Linked DNA regions of Rattus norvegicus: region 1 is linked to region 2. A link is a contact called in public Hi-C data. All regions are on one chromosome and are shown on one strand. The core of a region is the stretch at or near the end of the contact, and the rest is flanking DNA. Distances in the headings are between cores, read along the strand shown. Region 1 holds the start of Lrch1 (leucine rich repeats and calponin homology domain containing 1). Region 2 overlaps Lrch1 (leucine rich repeats and calponin homology domain containing 1).

What was found. A called contact is a pair of places that touch in the nucleus more often than the background predicts.
Region 1: a contact with region 2 is called in a Hi-C map of prefrontal cortex, with 1.9 times the contacts expected there. The contact joins the promoter of Lrch1 here to the enhancer-like site in region 2. A contact is called at or near these places in 8 of 12 Hi-C or Micro-C datasets (the Rat2 cell line, Schwann cells, frontal cortex and 4 more) and 1 of 1 datasets of contacts at active chromatin or transcription factors (oligodendrocytes).

The regions. Positions count from the first base shown.
Region 1 is chr15:56,657,781-56,660,533 of GRCr8, reverse strand. Lrch1 (leucine rich repeats and calponin homology domain containing 1) reads left to right here and starts at 1,434. Exons shown (of 19, transcript NM_001134727.1): 1 at 1,434-1,868. The coding sequence starts at 1,610.
Region 2 is chr15:56,492,121-56,494,837 of GRCr8, reverse strand. The region is part of intron 18 of Lrch1 (leucine rich repeats and calponin homology domain containing 1); the gene reads left to right. Among named protein-coding and RNA genes, the nearest start is that of Esd, 40 kb to the right of the region's middle. Within about 2 kb of position 1,342, at least 12 of the 93 cell types and tissues checked have an H3K27ac peak or open chromatin away from gene starts, as enhancers often do. A contact at or near this core is called in prefrontal cortex, where this site is marked.

The sequences.
Region 1 (2,753 bases), core at 185-2,684, 170 kb before region 2:
AACTGTCCAAGGAAAACAGGAAAAACCTTCATGATACAGGAACTGGGAAGGATTCTCTGAAAAGAGCCCTAAGCCCACGGGAAATGACTTGCAAGAACTGACAGGCAAGATTGAATGAAATAAAAAAATGCTTCTCCACCACAAAGGAAGCAACAGAGCGAAGAGACCGTCTACAGAGCAGGGTGAAAAAACTAAGCTTAAGGCAGTTTATGAAAGTCATGAGAGATTCGAAGGGAGTGGAGCCAGCAGGATGGGGTTGGGGTAGAGAGTATCACACCACTAGGTGGCGCCTGTTTCTTCCGGGAATTTGCTCTCAGCCTGGAATCTCAGGAATTAAGGGGTAGCCCTGTAGTGAAGTCCATGCAAGTGACATAGATCATGAAGTCACTAGGTCCACGAGGCTGCCTAGACTATCACAGGTATGTATCACTGTATGCATGATAAAGTTGTATCAAGCTTGGTCCCAGGGAGTTGGCTGTCAAGGTGTGGGAAGGGAGTGGGGCTTTATCAGTCTTCCAGCTGGGTGGCCTTTAGGTGACACAGGTCCTCTGGCTCTTCCCTGGTGTGCAAACCCTGGCTCAGTGGCCACTGTAGGTCACCCCCATGGCAGAACATTTGTTTGCAATCAGTTCAATTCCTATGCCCCACGTGGATAAGAAGTAGGCGCACGCTGAAAATTCCATAGCACCTAAGCTTAGGTTAAGACGTGACCTTTTGGATTGTTAGATCTTCGGTGTTTTAACTCCTGGAGTAATAATTTAGGACTCATTTTCCCTCATGACAATGTATTTTATCATAAAAATCACCCTTTGTCAAAGTCCTTCCTCTAGATTTGTCTATTTGCATTTAAGTCTGGTCCCTGTGGTCTGCAGTGAAGGTGCAAAATTTTGGTGACTGTGGGCTGTGGGTTCGAATTCCGTATCACTTTTGCAGGGGTGATCTCGGCTCAGTTTAACTTCCTCTCTCAACTGAAGGAAGCAATTTTTCCACTCACGGACTTCCTGGATTCAATGAGAGAATTTGTGCAGCAAGCACCTAAATGCCAGGGGGCGTCAGTGAGGGTAAATCCACAAGTGGAAAAACTGCCTTTTGGGGGTAACTCTGGGTCAATCAGCCAGAATCACTCTTCTCACTGTGACCTTGTATTCCAAATCTGGTCTCCTGCCTCTACCCGTTTTCACAAACGGCTTTAAAACAAAACAAAACAAAACCCAAAAGACAAAAATCAAACTGACAAAATACCCTGACCCACAGTGTGTTAAACCCCAAGAGGTCGGGCCGGAGTGAAAATCACCCAGAATGTGCATCCAGTTCCAGCCAGCTTCAGGGGGTGGAGCGCAGAGAAGCTGAGGAGGAGGAGCAGCAGCGGGCGGGGGCGCGGGCACGAGCAGACACAGGCGCGCCGCTGCCGCTGCCGCCGCCGTCGCCGCCCTCGGCTTCCCCCGCTGGAAACGTTGGTGATCAAGCGAGCTGTGCTGCCTCCAGCTCTGCGCCGCCCGCCGCCCCTCCCGTAGTCCCGCGGCTTTCGAGGGAGCGCTGCGGAGACTCGGGGCCGCCGGGGAAACCTGTGACCCCGCGCAGGAGCGGCGGGGCGGGGGACCGGGAGAAGATGGCGACGCCGGGAAGCGAACCCCAAGCTTTCGCGCCCGCCCTCTCGGTAACCGCCCTGCACCCGCATATCCACCAGCACCACCAGCACCACGGAAGCACGGGCAGCGCGGGCTTCAACCTGCCCTTGAACCGTGGTTTGGAGCGCGCGCTAGAGGAGGCAGCCAATTCTGGGGGCTTGAACCTGAGCGCCAGGAAGCTGAAGGAATTTCCCAGGACTGCAGCCCCGGGACATGACCTCTCGGACACGGTTCAGGCAGGTGAGACAGGGCCGGGGCTGCCCACGCGTGTGTGGGGCTGTCGCGCCTTTCCGCCGGGCCCGAGTGTGTTGCTCGATTGGCTCGCCAGAAGAGGGTTCTGCAATGTGCGCGCGGTGGTTGTAGCGGGCACGGTGGCCCGCTTGGCCCGGCGACCTGCGACCGTGGTGCAGGAGCGCAGGGATGCGCCCAGAAGCCGTGCCTGGCGCGCGGGAAGTGGGGGATCTCAGGCGACCGCGAGCGAGTCGGGAACACGAACCAGATCCTGGACCTCTACATGGAAACATTTTGCGTCCCGGTGGGTGGGAAAGCCCAGACAAAGGTGGCCGGCCCTCGGCCAACCCTGTCCTCTCCTCGTAGTGTCGCGGCCCCGACCACCGCGCCGCGCCGCGCGACCGTGGCTTGCTGCAGCCAGAGAGGCGGTGCCAGCCTTGGTTCTGCGCCTGTGCGAGCAAGAGGCTGGTGTCTGGCTCCCCACCCACACATTTTCCCTCCACCGGGGCTCCCCGATTCTCACTAACCCGGTCTTTGCGGGGGCCCTGGAGGGGAAGCGTGGCGTAGTAAATGAAAAGTAATTAAAGTGAGCCTGTTTGCCAGTGTGAGCCCGGCAAGTTGTAACCCGCACCAAAGAACAGCCGGCTTCTTCAAGTTGTGTCATGTGTTGACATATTTCGGAGATGTCTTCTTTTCCTTTAGTAGTCAAGAGTTGTGGGAGTGAATCCATAAACAGGAAGGAGGGTGGTGGAAGAGGGTTGGGGCCTTGGGAATCCGTGCAGATCTGACTTAGTTTCCGACCATCCGGTTCCGCTCTTTGCGGGACCGTTTGTACCCCGGCGAACACCTTGCATTTCCCGGGGCAGTGGGTGCCCCGTTTTTTTGAGCCACTGC
Region 2 (2,717 bases), core at 93-2,592:
TGCAAAGAGGCACCATGACCAAGGCAACTCTTACAGGGGAAAGCATTTACTTGGGGGCTTGCCTCTAGTTCCGGAGATTTAGTCCATCACAGTGTAGAACCCGATAGCATGCAGGTAAGCACGGTGCCAGAGAACTGGTTCAGAGCTGCATCCTGGTCTTCAGGCACAGATTGACAGCAACAACTGACCAATCCGACGTTGTCAGAGTAGAGTCCTTCACGGCTAAGGAAGCAGCAGCTCAGCCAGCAGAGGTTAAGAGCCAGAATATGGAAAGAACTCGACTGACAGCAGAACACTAAAGGAGTAAGAAGTTCCATGCATGAATAGGCGAATGAGTGGAGGAGGAGGAGGCCATTCTCAGACGTACAAGTGGCTAATCGATACCTGGAAAAAACGTTCATTGTTCTTAGCCACCAAGGGACTTCTAAAACCAAACCATCGTTGTCAGAGGGCTGCCATTAAGAGAAACGCAGCATTAAGAAATGAGCAGAGATGCTAGTGAGGGTGGAAATGGTGCTTACAGCATTGAGAGTCAGAATGGCAGCTCCTCAGAAGCCTGGAAAATGTCTGAGTGACCCAGCTCTGCTGTTCCTGGGTACACACTTGAAAGAACCCACACCAGCATTCCACAGAGACACCCATACACCAGCGGGAGCACTGTAGGCCGCAGTGGGCAAGCTTGGAGTTAGCCTAGGTGTCCATCAGAGACAGTCAGCGAGGAAAATGTGCACCGTCTGCACCATGCTCTTTGCCTTCATCGATAAGAGTGGAAAAACTTGATGATGTTGTGCAGGAAAATGGATGGAACTGGTGGTCATCATTTCATAAATAAGCCAGACTCAGAGTGACTGATGTTGCATGCTTTGTCCTGTACACAGAACCTAGGTAGTAGTAATAATAATAATTTAATAATAATGATAAATGTGGAAATAGATGAGGTGGGCATTTTGAGTGGAGGAAGGGAAGAGGACTAACTGGAGGAGTAAATATGACCAAAGTCCGTCCATATATATACTACATATATACATTATATATAGTACATATATATTTATATATGGCATATAAGCTAACTCATAGCAAAAGAGCATTCATTTTAGCTGGCAGTGTTGGCTCAAGAGGCAGAGGCAGGCGGCGAGCCCTGTGGTTCCCAGACCTGTCTAACATACATGGTGAGTTCCAGGCTAGCTACACAGTGAGACTGCCTCAAAGGAAAAAAGAATCACTTATTTTTTAGACAGGCAGACATCCAGATTTTCTATGAAAACTGGGCCTGCTGCCCCATCTGTCTCTCTTCTGTGAGGGAGAGCCCATCCTGTTTGGAGAGTGAGTCAGTCCTTACTAGCAATTGCAGTCACATACTTGTACTTAATCTAAGCTTGTTTCTAGACTCTGCTGGTTGTTATCCCTCCCACCCCCTAAATGGGAAATTAAATCAGCATTTGCCTCAGATGAGTTCTGAGTGAATTAGCTGTTTTGCAAATGTTTTCAGTCATTATGAGTATTTTGTAAAAGAACGAGGGCGTGTAGCCTCTGCAGATCTCCTGCTTTGGTGTTTTCTGATTTAATTCTCAGCGATAAGAGCATATTATAACCCCAGGAAACCCCAGTTCTCTCAGGGGCTTTCTTCATGCTTAGCATCACTTTGAGGGCTGGAGCTGTGGCTGTTGGACACATGCTGTGGGGCTGAGGTAGACACTAGTTCTCAGCAGCCCACCATGTTCCTCAGTCATTTGCCTCCAAACCAGGCTTAGTCAGTCCTGATCTTTTTTTTCTTTCTTTCTTTCTTAGAGGTCATAATTTAATTTAAAGGACTATAACCTGAGATGCTGGGCTTCTCTGCTTTAATTAAGCCTAGCTTCTGTGACATAGTGAGATTGATTCTTCAATGAAAGGGGTTGTCTGAGTCCTTTACTTCCCCAGAAGTAGACTTCCGAATGCCCATCTCACCTGTAGAAATTGCCCTCCAAGCCGCACGGTGGTCTGAGCCCTGCAGTGCCCTGCTGCTGACTAGAGAGTTCTTTGGTGGTCTTGCTTGGGTTTTGTTTTGTTTGTTTTGTTGACAGTCTTGTCACATACTCAGCGTCCTCAGGGCTGGGATTATAAGTGGGTGCCACCCCTAGTGACGTGTTTCGCTTCTGTCATGGAGGTAGTCCAAGAAAGTCACATTTCAGCTTGTGTTTGTCTCTTACGTCTGATTCTCTAAGTGTCACAGTAGAAAGTTCTTCCTACAGTAGAAACCTTCTCTGTGGGAAGGAGCTATTCCCATCGATTAATCCTTGGCCAGTGAGATCCAGGTTACGGGTGGCTGTCTGAATTCTTAGGAGTTCTCTTAACAGCGCTATCTTGGTTCTCCGAGATCCACTGTGAAAACGTGTGAGATTGGCTAGATTTAACATGATTTGTTAATTTTAAAATATTTTTTTTTTGTTAGACCTGGAGAGATGGCCTATTGACTAAGAGCACTTGCTACTCTTGAGGAGAACCTGAGTTCTGTTCCCAGCACACCGAAGCCACAATAGTCTTAACTTCTACACCTAGGTCACCTGGTGCCCTCTTCTGGGTCTCTGTGTGTGTGTGTGTGTGTGTGTGTGTGTGTGTGTGTGTGTGTGTGCGCGCGCGCGCGCACGTGCATATGAAAGCACATAAATCTTTAAATTATCTCTTGTTAAGAGCATCTCTACCATGGTAAAGGATTTACATGGTCATCAGCCTGCCTG